2 separate regions of the Arachis hypogaea genome follow, and region 2 is linked to region 1. The links are chromatin contacts, called in public Hi-C maps. All regions are on one chromosome and are shown on one strand. The core of a region is the stretch at or near the end of the contact, and the rest is flanking DNA. Distances in the headings are between cores, read along the strand shown.

What was found. Hi-C and Micro-C count contacts between places; a contact is called where the count stands out from the background.
Region 2: a contact with region 1 is called in a Hi-C map of leaf, with 2.7 times the contacts expected there. The contact joins the promoter of LOC112754345 here to the enhancer-like site in region 1. A contact is called at or near these places in 3 of 8 Hi-C or Micro-C datasets (leaf and an unstated tissue).

What each region holds. Positions count from the first base shown.
Region 1 is chr16:906,434-913,352 of arahy.Tifrunner.gnm2.J5K5, forward strand. LOC112754334 (protein ACCUMULATION AND REPLICATION OF CHLOROPLASTS 6, chloroplastic) reads left to right here and starts at 171. Exons shown (of 6, transcript XM_025801949.3): 1 at 171-1,194; 2 at 1,919-2,143; 3 at 2,460-2,720; 4 at 2,830-3,781; 5 at 3,959-4,095; 6 at 4,323-4,755. The coding sequence starts at 700. The coding sequence ends at 4,613. It overlaps LOC112754336 (probable 1-acylglycerol-3-phosphate O-acyltransferase), which reads left to right. Exons shown (of 9, transcript XM_025801950.3): 9 at 1-124. It overlaps TRNAE-CUC (transfer RNA glutamic acid (anticodon CUC)), which reads right to left and starts at 577; the gene lies at 505-577. Within about 2 kb of position 5,623, at least 1 of the 3 cell types and tissues checked has open chromatin away from gene starts, as enhancers often do.
Region 2 is chr16:965,611-972,086 of arahy.Tifrunner.gnm2.J5K5, forward strand. It overlaps LOC112754345 (cysteine proteinase 15A), which reads right to left and starts at 3,045. Exons shown (of 5, transcript XM_025801957.2): 1 at 2,618-3,045; 2 at 2,143-2,371; 3 at 1,506-1,625; 4 at 840-1,083; 5 at 219-747. The coding sequence starts at 2,823. The coding sequence ends at 464.

The DNA.
Region 1 (6,919 bases), core at 4,373-6,872:
ACAACCTGTGTCATGAATTTGATTACTGAAAGATGTGCTGAATTAAACTTTGTAATAATAAGGTTGTTCTTCTGTATAGTTTGTACTATAAATGAGAAAGTGATAGCCTATGTTGTACTATAAATTAAGAACTCATTACACCTGTCTTTTTCCCCTGTTGACATGATTGTAAAATCTAGTTTGCATTGAATCTGAAAGAGATACAACAACACTACTCAATCATTTAAAATTTCATCGATCTAATCTAAGTTAACTTTGGCACCAATATCAAATTTGGACCACAACAACGGTAGAATCAACTTTTTTAAACCCCCTTCCCCTCCCCCTTGAATTCACCATTCTAAAATACATTAACTAATTTATCACCATATAGCATATAGTATATATAGAATAGAAATAACTACAAGAGAAATACGTCCTACAAACAATTTCTCATAAAATGATAAAATGCATAGTAAAAATGTTATGTATATACTAAAATTAAGTGAATGTAGTAAAACAAAATTCCGTTGCCGGGACTTGAACCCGGGTCTTTCGGGTGAGAGCCGAATATCCTGACCAACTAGACTACAACGGAAGCTGTTGACAAGACTTGGGAGTTCTAGGTTATGAGTGAGGGGTTCAGAGAAACAATCCAAAATCTGCGCAGGGTTTTAAGCTCAAAGCAGAAAAACAAAAAAAAAAACAGAGCTGCCCACAATGGAAGCTAATGCTTTACTCCCTCGCATTGGCGTTGGCCTCTGCGCCCCGCCACTCCTCCACTTTTCACAACGCCGTACCCGCCTCTCTTTCTCATCCTCCGCCAGTAAATGGGCGGAGCGCCTCATCTCCGACTTCCAATTCATCGGCGACTCCGACCACCACTACTCCTCCGCCGCCGCCGCATCCGCTACTCTCAGCCCTCCGCGCTACGATTCTCCGCCTGAGCAGCGGTTCGTCTCGATTCCTCTCGACTTCTACAGAATCCTCGGCGCCGAAACGCATTTCCTTGGCGACGGTATTCGACGCGCGTACGAGGCGCGTTTCTCGAAGCCACCGCAGTATGCGTTCAGCAACGAAGCGTTAATCAGCCGCCGCCAGATTCTCCAAGCTGCTTGTGAAACCCTAGCTGACCCTGCTTCCCGCAGGGAGTACAACCAGGGACTCGTTGAAGATGAAGACGCCACCGTTTTCACTCAAGTCCCTTTCGATAAGGTCATTTTATAATTGAAGCTCAGCCAATCTTGAATCGTAAACTTGGAGTTTATGACTTGACTTAACTTGACTTTAGAGTTCGATAATGCTGTTTGTTTGTTAATGCAACTTCGATTTTTAAACTGTTCAGGTAGTTCTTATTCACTAGATTAAAACATTAGAGATCATCTTCAACTAGTGGGAAATAGTTTAATTTTTGCTGCATAGTCTATTAGTGATTTTCAAGTGGTAGGTAAGCTCATCCTTATCCCCTTTGTCTCGAGTTCGAGCCCTTGGATGTATATAGAACTGTATTGAGAGCAGTTATAGTTCCTCCAGTCGGGTTAGTATACCAGCGGCAAAGACTCATGTTTTTAATTCTTACTTTAATTGTGCTTGTTAATGGAGTGTAAATAGAGTATATAAATGAGGTTATAATTTCAATTCAGGATTTTTGTTTTTGGGGTAGAATAAGGTCATGTTTTGCTATTAATATTGTCAAAGCAAGTTTTTATTGACATGCATAAAGATTGAAAGGATAAATGTTGTGCAATGGATGGAGTATTGGAGTATGGTTCAATGTATATGGAAGGAATGCACAAAATTTTGAATATTATATGTCAAAAGTTTCCCCCTTATCACAGTACATGTGTTTGACAAGTGGAGTGTATGTATAGGTGACCCCATGTTGTTTTTGGCTTAATTTGTTCAATTGCATAAGAAGGCAGTGATGGGTTTTTTGCAGGTTCCTGGAGCTCTCTGCGTGCTGCAGGAAGCTGGGGAGACTGAGTTGGTGCTTCAGATTGGGCAGGGCTTGCTGAGAGAGAGATTGCCCAAGTCATTTAAGCAAGATGTCGTGTTGGCCATGTCGCTCGCTTATGTTGACATCTCGAGGGATGCTATGGCCTTTACCACTCCGGATTTCATTACTGCATGTGAGATGCTTGAGAGGGCATTGAAACTTTTGCAGGTGAATATGATAGTTCCATGGCTATGGATGATGGTTTTTTTGTTTCTCGATTGCTGTATCTTAAAATTTGCCATTTTCCAAAGAATATTGGTTTCGGATGATTTGACTTTTTTTAAGTCAATGCTTCTAATTATATCAATAGGGATGTGTGGAATTTGGTTTGACACTGTGACAGGATTAATCATGACATTGCAAGCCACTGTATAGTTGTTATAATGTTCAATTAGGTTTTGTATAAACATTGATGGTTTAAAATTTGACACAATATAAAATACAGTTCTGATACAAAGTGCTCTCTGCGAACTTGATTATGTAGGAAGAAGGAGCAAGCAGCCTAGCACCAGATTTACAAGCACAAATCGATGAGACACTGGAGGAGATAACCCCACGTTGTGTTTTGGAACTTCTATCCTTGCCCCTTGATGAAGAACATCGAGCACGAAGGGATGAAGGTCTGCAGGGTGTCCGCAACATTTTGTGGGCTGTTGGAGGAGGTGGTGCGGCAGCAATTGCTGGGGGTTTCACACGTGAGGACTTCATGAATGAGGCTTTTTTACATATGACAGCAGTTGAACAGGTATTCTTGCATTGTCGTTTTGCATATTTTTCTGTAATTTTCTCTTCAGGTTTATTTTTGAAAATTTCCCCTCATCTTGTTTCCTTTTTACCTTCAATATTCTTTGAAGGTTGATCTTTTTGTGGCCACACCAAGTAATATACCAGCTGAAAGTTTTGAAGCGTATGGGGTGGCACTTGCGCTCGTTGCTCAAGCCTTTGTAGGTAAAAAGCCACATCTTATCCAAGATGCGGATAACTTATTCCAACAACTTCAACAAACAAAGGTAACAACTATGAGACATGCTGCCTCTATTAATGCTCCAAAGAGAGAGGTTGATTTTGCTTTAGAAAGGGGCCTCTGTGCATTGCTTGTTGGGGAGCTAGATCAGTGTCGATCATGGTTGGGACTAGACAGTGAGAGCTCTCCATATAGAAATTCATCCATTGTAGAATTTGTAATGGAAAATGCCAAGGGTGATGAAGACAGTGATCTTCCTGGACTCTGCAGATTGTTAGAGGCATGGTTGATGGAAGTAGTTTTTCCGAGATTCAGAGATACTAAAGAGATAACATTCAAGCTTGGAGATTACTATGATGACCCTACAGTGCTCAGGTATCTAGAGAGGCTGGAGAGTGTTGGGCATTCACCCTTGGCTGCTGCAGCAGCCATAGTGAAAATCGGAGCTGAGGCTACTGCTGTTATTGGTCATGTCAAGGATAGTGCAATGAATGCATTGAAGAAGGTGTTTCCTGTTGGTTATGAAGATAAAATTGTGAAAACTCAAGAGAATGACGGGAAGGAATATTTCAATCTTTCTGAAAGTGAGAATCTTTTAATTTCACCGGATCAAGATACTTCGACTGGTATTGAGGTTTCTGGAACAAGAAAATCTTCTGAGATAAGTGGTGATGAGATAATTACTGACAAAATTAAAGATGCAACTGTGAAGATCATGTGTGCTGGCGTTGTGATTGGCCTCGTGACTGTGGTTGGCTTGAAGTTTATACCTGCTAGGCATGGCTCACCCACCATACGCAAGACAACTGGTTCGGCACTGGCATCAGATACTGTCAACATAGGTATTACCTTTAGAGACACCCGCAATTAGGATCACAATTACAAATAGATTTCCATCATGAAATTTCTTATCATCTGAATGATTCAGTTACTGCTGATCAGAAATTTGATTTCAGAAGTTCATAGTTAACTTCTAGCAATTATTGCATGGTGCGTATAATACATATTCATCTGCACAGGTTCCTCGGGAGGCGAAGAATTAGAAGAGCAACTTCCGAAAATGGATGCAAGGGTTGCTGAAGCTGTGGTTCGCAATTGGCAGAACATCAAATCCCAAGCTTTTGGACCCGAACACTGCCTCGAAAAATTGCCAGAGGTAAAGAATTAATTTGGTCCTTATGAAAATGGAGGTGATAATCACAACTTTACAAAAACATGACCAATATGCTGAAAATCTTGTGATTTTGAGGAAGTGCTTTAAAAGAAGCTCATTGTAGACTAATGAATGCGATTTTATCCTAGACAACTTGAAATTCTACTGTGATTTCCTTAATTTTCATCTTCATATATGTCAAGTTTTGCTGAATTTAAGATATGCTATAGGTACTTGATCACGAGATGTTGAAGATATGGTCCGATCGGGCATCCGAGATTGCAGAGCGCGGTTGGTCCTATAACTACACGTTGGAGGACCTCAGCATCGATAGCGTGACTATATCCCAGAATGGGCGGCGTGCGGTGGTCGAGACAACTCTCAAAGAGTCAACCCACCTCAATGCTGTAAGTCATCCGCAGCACAATGCTTCAAGCAGCAAAACCTACACAACAAGATATGTGATGTCTTGTTCAGATTCAGGTTGGAAAATCGTTGAAGGAGCTGTTCTTGAGTCATAGTCATGTTTTGTAATATTGTTTGCACTTTTCGAGCACTCTTAATGTAGTTAACCTGTAAATACTCCATCTATGTGCTATCAGATTGTTCAATTAGCTGCAAAATGTTTGAAAATTTCATGCAGAAATAAATAATTTTTTATTATTTATTTTGTTTTTTTAAACATGTAATTTGGACTTTGATCTAAGCCATGTCCAAACAAAATATCAGGTATCGGTTAAATTTAACGAAAGGTGATAATAACTTAATAAGTGATAACTATTGCCTCAAGTTTGATTTTATTCTGTGCAGTATGATTTCTTAATCTAACAAATGAGTTAATTTACTTTTCTTAATAAAAAAATAAATAGGTGCACGGAGTGAATTAGGTATTTCATATGGCAAATATAAAGAGTTTTAATTTTAACAAACGTGATAATAAGATGGCTGCATTTATTTTTTCTCTCTTCTCTCCTCTCTTTTCTTCTTAATTTTTAAAAGGTATTATTTTTCTTTGATATAACAATTATAATTATTTTGGTCTCTAAATTTTCACCTGTTAATTAACTTGGTCCTTGAATTTTATAATTATCATTTATCAATACTTTATGGTATAGTAATAACGTGTTCCGACAATACCACCTGTAACAAAAAGATTTGTTGATGACCTGTCGTATTAATGACACGTGGCATGATAACTAATATTATAAGACGTAACACTAAAATCTACCGTTTCATCAACAATAATGTTAAAACATAATTTATAAAAGAGATTAATTTGATCCATCATTATAAAATTTATAGACCAAATTAATCCGTTTAAAAAATCCAGGAAACAAATTGATTGGTTTTCTTCAGCTATGATATTGCATGATAGTTGTACCAAAAGCTTCATTATGATAATGTGAAATATTATTCGTATCTACTACGTCTTTTGTTACATGTTGTTCTCTATCTCAAAGTCTTCTTAGGCTTAAAGGCCAAGCAATAGCAACTCATGCAAATTAAAGCAATTAAAGTGGGACCTATGTATCAATGAATGTATGATAATAATGTGCCAAGTTGATACGGTATCTTAGGGAGAAATTTTTATATGCTATATAGTATTCGAGCAAGATATTTTTCTTGCTACACACGCATCATTTATTATTTAAATTTGTCACTATAATTTTATTTGTGGACTAGTAAGAATAAAAGAGTACAATTATGATTAATGTTATAAATTTCTTAACCAGTAACTCCTATGAATCTGAAAGATAGAAATTAAATGGGAATACAATTAATAATCACATATATATGGAATAAATTATTATTTATTCACTTGAGATGATGCATTCATGGTTGAATTATTAATTTATGGACTAAAGTTTTTCTTATTTCGTGGAGAAGTTTTCATTGTACCAAAATGTTGACTATATATGGGAACTTTAATTATACTTTATCAAATCAACAAAGAATGAGAAAAAGAAAGTAACCTCCCTAAAAACGTTTAGATGCTCCCCTTATCATTTTCATTAGATCCTCCTTTGAACTCTTTTTCAACAATAATATTTCAAAAGTTTAATTGTGTGCTAATGAAAAGATCAATCTAGTACTACATTTTAGGTTTTATATTCTTTTTAATATAGTAATTATTATATAGTACTTTTAGTAAATATCAGCTCCTATAAAAAGCAGTTTTTTTTTTTTCTTGATAATATTTCACCAGAGACTACTCATGAAGCTAAGGCTGATATTTAATTACAAGTATACTCATTTTGTTTCTCAGTATATTATTAAGTTGAAAACCATTTTTTCACACTTAAATAGTGTGTAGATTATTTTATATAATTATCCATCTCACATTTTATTTAATAATAATAAAAAATATATTGACTTGGTATATAATAAAGAGTTATGTTAGGGAGACATTAACACAAAAGTTTTCTTATTTTCAGACTATAAATGCATTTAAAAAGTCAAAAAAAGATAAATTATGACTCTATATAGTAATTATTTTAGAGCATGCATTGTTAGTGGGGACACATAGGGGTTACCCTATCTATTGCTACAATAATTGTATGTGGGGGAACAAAGTGAACCCTAAGACATCTCAATTTTTTTTTTTAAATCTTTGTTATGACCTGTTTTGTTAAATTATTGTATGAATGTTAAATTTTTTTAGCTCTTATACATAAAAAGACTTGCAAATAACTTTTCAAGTGGCTTTTATATTATTAGTAGCAAAAGTTAATCTTATTATTAGAAATTATAAGAGTTAGTTACTTTACACCTATAAATATTACGAGGTTTTTAGTTTTAGATAATGTGAGGCTTTATACTTGTATAT
Region 2 (6,476 bases), core at 1,795-4,294, 57 kb after region 1:
ATGGGTCATATCTCATACTTAGATATGGCAATGCAGGTTAGTATTATAGCGCACGTAAATATTGAACATTGTTTCACGTTATTAAGTAGGGAATCAGAACTAAAACTGAAATAATGTTGTCAAGAATTAATTAGATTACATTTATTTAAGAATATATCAAATTTTTCACAACGATATAAAACGAAACAGATTACTAGAGAAAGCCATAAGATATAAGATTTCATAGCAAAGTTTTCCAGTTCATTTAATTACTGGCCAAGTTGCCACAAATATCTTGGCACTGGACTTACAAGGCATACAGATATTAGATAATACATAACCAAACTTTGAAGATTGCAGTTTTTTTCCTGAGATCCTAAACAAAGATACTTACTTAGCTTCTAGCAGAACATTTCACAGCATACATGTTATTATTTACATAAAACTCCAGAATGATAAAGTAAAGTCCTTGTTGCATTTTAATTTAATTGTTGCTAGATGTAAATGTAGTAGCTACTACACTTGAGACCATGGAATCCACTCCACACACATTCTTACCCCTGCAGATCTTGTAGTATCCATCCTCTCCCCAGCTCTCTCCCCATGAATTCTTGATGATCCAGAATGGCTTGTCCTTGAAGCGAATGGGAGCATATCCGGCCGCGCCATAACCCACTAGGAGCACGCCATGATCCAGATTCTTGCCGCAGATGTAGGGGCATGAGACTCCCCCTATGTATGTCTGCATGAATATTGCATTGATACCAACTGTACCAAGCAAAGCAAAAAACAGAACATCAAACTTTGCCAAACACAGTTCTTCAGATGAGGAAGTAAGGAAACAATTTAAGATTAGGTACCTGCAAGAGGGCCATGCTTCACTAGATTTGCAGCAATTTGGTCTTCATCAAGGGAAACCACACTGAAATTTGCAACCGTAGCTGCGACCTTGCTCTTGTCGAATTTGCAGGTCTCGTCTCTTCCAGTGTAAGGATAGTCCTTCTCTGTCTGTACTCCTCCAGCCTGGAGTATGTAGTCAAAAGCATTGTTCATCAACCCACCATTGCAGCCTGCGTCACATGCTCCATATTCTTCTGGATCACACTGCAAGTCATAGATTCATAGCTGTTAACTCAACTTCAAACCACAACTATGTAAATCCATCAAATGACCACCTTGTGTTCTATTCTAAATCATGTCAGGAAAACATTAAGATCTTAAATCTTCATAATGATTTCTTATATGTTGATTCACTCATCAATCATCATGGTTCTAAGATAAGCGGTATATCATATAGCAGGTGCTGGTTAATTTTACTATCTGTGTGGGAATCTTTTGTTAAAGGGTAAATTAAATCACATCAATTTTTCAGATTACACACAATACCTCTCAATTTGCAAGTTAGTTTATAAAATTTATAGTATGTAGTATTCTCTAATCTCAAAAAACATATCAATGTAATTAAACATCATAATTGATAACCACAACGATTTCATGAAAATTTAAATAAGCATATGAGGACGAACCACATGGTCACAGTCTACAAGCTGTTGCTCACTAAGGCTGACAAGCTCTCCGGTGGACAGATAATGAGCTCCTTCCAAAGCTCCAGTCGTGCTAAACGACCAACATGAACCACAAGAGCCCTGAAAACACCATCATCAATAAGAGTTAGCCGAGCAGGGGTCATCAATCAAGAGAAAATTACCAACACCAACATGGACCACAAACTTTTGTTACCTAGCTAGTCATGTTTTCAGTCCAGTACACATATGCTTTTACTAAGAGATTCAGAAAAATTTAACATAAAAATAAAACTTAGGTTAAATTAGCATGATCAAATATTTTTGGAAGTGCTTAACTGAAAATACCTCCAACTTGACATTTTGAGTTAATACTTAATACTTGAAAATTAGACTTAACCAACCTATATACTTCAAATAAACTTTATCAGTAAACTAAATAATAATAATAATAATAATAATAATAATAATAATAATAATAATATACTAAGAGTTATTTATTATTTTTGGCCATTAAGTTAATTTTTTTAGTCTAATAATCTAACAACTAATTTTATCTCATTTTTTTAAATATTAATAACTATTAGAGACTAAAAATAATAAATTTTAATAGCTCAATAATAATAATAATAATACGTACCTGGTTCTTGACTGGAGTAACAGCTCCCTTGTCACGCCAATCGAAATTCTCTGGAAGATCGCTCGTCGGCAGGATTGGAGCCTTGTTAGCGCTCGACGGAAGCCGCAGCGGCTTCAACCCAAGGTACTGCCTCTTGAACTCCTCCGGCGTCAGATCGGAGAATTTCGTGACACCGTGCTCCGCCGACGGATCCAGCTTCGCGTGCAGCTTCGCCCTCCTCAGGTTCGCCCTACATCGCACCGATCAAACAAAACCAGTTACAGTGACAACTCTCAACTAACAATACCAGAAAAATAACCGTCATCTGACGAACTATATTCATTCAGTCACGTGCTATAATAAGAAACATAAACATGTAAGCTTATTCGCCAGATCTACGATATAAAGCATCGATTTATTCTCTAACAAACTAAACAGAAGTTTGTTACTGAATTAAGTCACGTGCTTAATAACAGTAGAGATTGGAGTAACTAACTGGAAGACGCCAAAGCGGTAATCGTGCTCTTCTTGAGTGGCATAAGACTTTCCGAACTTAGTCTTGAAGGTTGTGAAGTGGTGCTCGGCGTTGAGCATGTGATGGTCTCCATCGGTTACTTGACGGATCAAGGGATCCGCTTGGTCGTCGACGGCGGTTGCGACGGCGGCGACGAGGAGGAGGAGGAGGAGGGAGAGGCGAGCCATTGTTTGGTCAATGGAGATGAGAGTGGATTGAAGATATTTTTGGAATCCGTGGGGGAATTTAATTAGGGGTTGGGTGATGTTAGGTTGGGACACGTGGAGATATGTTATTGGTCGGTCGCTTTCTGCTCCATTGTGAGTTCAGTCCTCACATGATCACTGCCACGTGGCTCTTCTTTGTTCATCCATTCTTTCTGTGCAAAGGTGTCATCTTTGGGTTTTGATATTTTCCAATTCATAATGTCATTTTAATTATATTAAATGCAATATAGACTAGAGTAACTTTATAATCAACTAATTTCTTTTAATTTTAGCATCTTTAAATTTTCATGTAATTATGGTGTAATAATTAATTTTTTTCATTCCTTAAATATCTATAAACATCAATATATGGATATAAGATTAGATCCTCTTCTCTAGATAATAATTAAACTTGTTTTATTTTATTATTAGAATTAGATAGATTTATATCTCCTAATACTCATAATACATAACAACTTTATTAAATTCTGGACAGCATGTAATTAGAAAAAAAAATGAATAATTCTACATCATTGGATGAAATCTCACACCATTAAAAATATCATTAATAGCTATTTGATGGCTACAAATCACAAAAGTTGCTCGTCCTCTAACACTCCTCATATATAAATATACCGTCTCATGTTTATTGTTTATATTTCTCATCATATTATTTTTATGAATAAGTATACGAAATTAATTTTTAATTAATTAATATTAGTAATGTTTTATTGTCAAAATACCTTTCTTAATTTTTTTTTTTGAAAAAAAAATATTTGGGGTTTAATATTTAAAATTTTATATGTAAATGTAATTTTAAAAGGTAGTCTATTTATATTGACTAAAAATAATTTCGGTTTGCTAATGAAACTCTATTTTTAATTATATTGCTTACTGCCTCTCATTTGAATATATTATTATCAATTTAAACAAAAGCAATACATTGAAAATCAATATTGATAATGAACTTTAATTATTGCACTAATAATATAAAAGTTTTATATATTGTCGTTCCATTAAATCTTATTATTTGGTACTATATTTAAATAATAACTATAAAAATATATAATTAACTCTCTATATTCATCAATATAATGCGACAGTGGTATAGAAAAGTTATACTATAAGTTAAACACATAAGAAATTAAATTCTTAGTTTATAAGTAATTGTTTTGGTACAACAAAACTTTCGTCCTCACGTTGCACAAGTAAAGTGCCAAATGTAATTTAATATTGAGAAAGGAAAAAATATCTGCATTCTCCACTAATATTAATTTATTTATCCAAATCCTGATGTTCTATAACATTGCAAATTATAGGCGAATACTTTTTTTTTTGTATAATTATTATAAAATTGAGGTTTAAAGAGTGTTCATATTTGTATTAGTAAAGCAAAAGATCTCAAGGTTTAATTACGAATTACTAAAAATTTGATGCCACCATGTTTGATTAAAGGTAATTACTTTATTGGTTCCTATAGTTTTACGAAATTTTTAATTAGGTCCTTATATTTTTTTTCCTTTTAATTGAGTCATTGCACCAATTTTTTTTTAATTTGGTCCTTACGCTTTTTTTTTTCTTTTATTTAGGTTTCTATACCAATTTTTTTTTTCAGTTGAGTCCCTATAAAATTAAGTCAATTAATACTAAGAGGGACTTAATTGAAAAAAAAAATTAATACAGGGACCCAATTAAAAAAAAAATATAGGAACCTAATTGAAAATTTCACGAAATTATAAGGACTAACAGAATAATTTAACCTTAATTAAATTATATAAGCTTAATTGAGCTTAAATTGATGTTATATATATACATAATAAGTTAATAACAATCTTTTTCAATATACCGATATATATTACGTACGTTTTTGTATTGAAGCTAATAAGTTTAAGTTTAGATATCAAAAGTTCGTTCACTTATTGTATGTGTCTCTTTTGCATGAATTTCTATGCATTATTATTATGTTAATTTTTTTGCTACCAATTTGTCGTTGCATTTCATTATCTTTCAACGTCCTTTAATTTAATTAAATATTTCGATCCTAAAACCAAACCCTATTCAATGTTACGTTTCTAAGCTTCTTATCTTTTCTTAATATCTTTACTTTAAATGTCTTTATCAATCAATTTTTTAAAGCCACCTTTTCCACACGCAAGTTGCTTCATTTTATAATAATTCTTTGATTCTTTCCATAATCTTCCGCATAAAACAAGTAAATTTATAAATTCAACATAAAATACGTGCCATTAGCTTTGGAATCAAAGGATAGAGATGCTTTAATTTCAAAGAATTGGAGCTAATTTGATTCCAAATCCTGCTTTTTCTGTTTTTTCCAACTTCCATCAGTGACGATTGTTTTTTCTGTTAATTAATATATATATATTAATTAATATATATATATTAATTAACATACCCAAAAAAATTTGATATATTAAGGTTTGAGGTGTATGTGGGCTTAAATTATGAGAAGTATTTATGCTTTTAACTAAAAATACTAAATAGTATGTCTTTCTCCAAGAACCATGGTAAGATAGAAGAAAAGGAGGGGAAGGAAAAAGGATTATTTAATATTAAAAGATGGAAAATTTGTATATTAAACAAGGCTTGGCATGCCCCATGCCTCTGAATAATCAAATTTATCGGGTTTAAAATTTTAAATAAAAAAATAAAAATAAAAAAGGCATGGCAGTCCACGAGGACATATAAATAATTATGCTATTAAATTCTACATAAATATCATCGTTTTGAACCAATATTTAATCAGTAATAATTTACTCTCATATTTATAGAAATTTGTACAAAAAAATATAATTTATATTTATATTTATTAAAATTTGTACATATAAATTAATAAAATATATTTATTAAAAATAATTTAATATTTATATTAATCAAACAATGACGAGGCTAAAAATTGCTATCTCTAAGAATTTCTCTTAGTTTTTTTTTTTTTGGACAGGAGGAATTTTTCTTAGTTTAAAAGTCACATTCATCTTTTTTGTTTTTTTGGGATGATTTTCATTTTTCTGGATGTAGATTGGGCCGGACACCCGACCCAAATACCCAACCCAGATTCAAACTATTCTTCTATTGTCTCGCTCTCTGTCTTTCTAATTCTCTGAGGGCCCAAAATATTAAAATTTTTCGGTCCACAATTTAAGGGTATGGTCAATAAAGTGACTTTTTTCGTCTTTGTTTCTTTGTGTGTTATCTTTCAAAATTATATTTTAACTTATGAATTTTATACCACGACTAAACCCAAACTAATTTTAAAATTATATATATTTTTGGTCAAGAATTTAAATTATATTGACGAGAGATAGTTTCGGCCTTTTGGGTCTTACTAATTTTGTTTTATAGACTATGTCTAAACAAGCTTTCATGAACTATATCACCCAATGCTTTAACTGTAAAAAAGGGCCCAAAATAATTTTTTGTATACCTTGTGGCCTGACAATAAAGTGTTTGTCAGGCCTTTTTGAAAGGCCCAACCCATTACAGCCAAAAAAGCTTACGGAATGAGAAAAAGAATAAAATACATTTTTTATTATGAAAGATTTTGGGTAAAGTATACTTTTTATCCTTAAAGTTTGACAAAAATTCCAAAAATACTCTTAAGTTTTATTTTGTTTTAA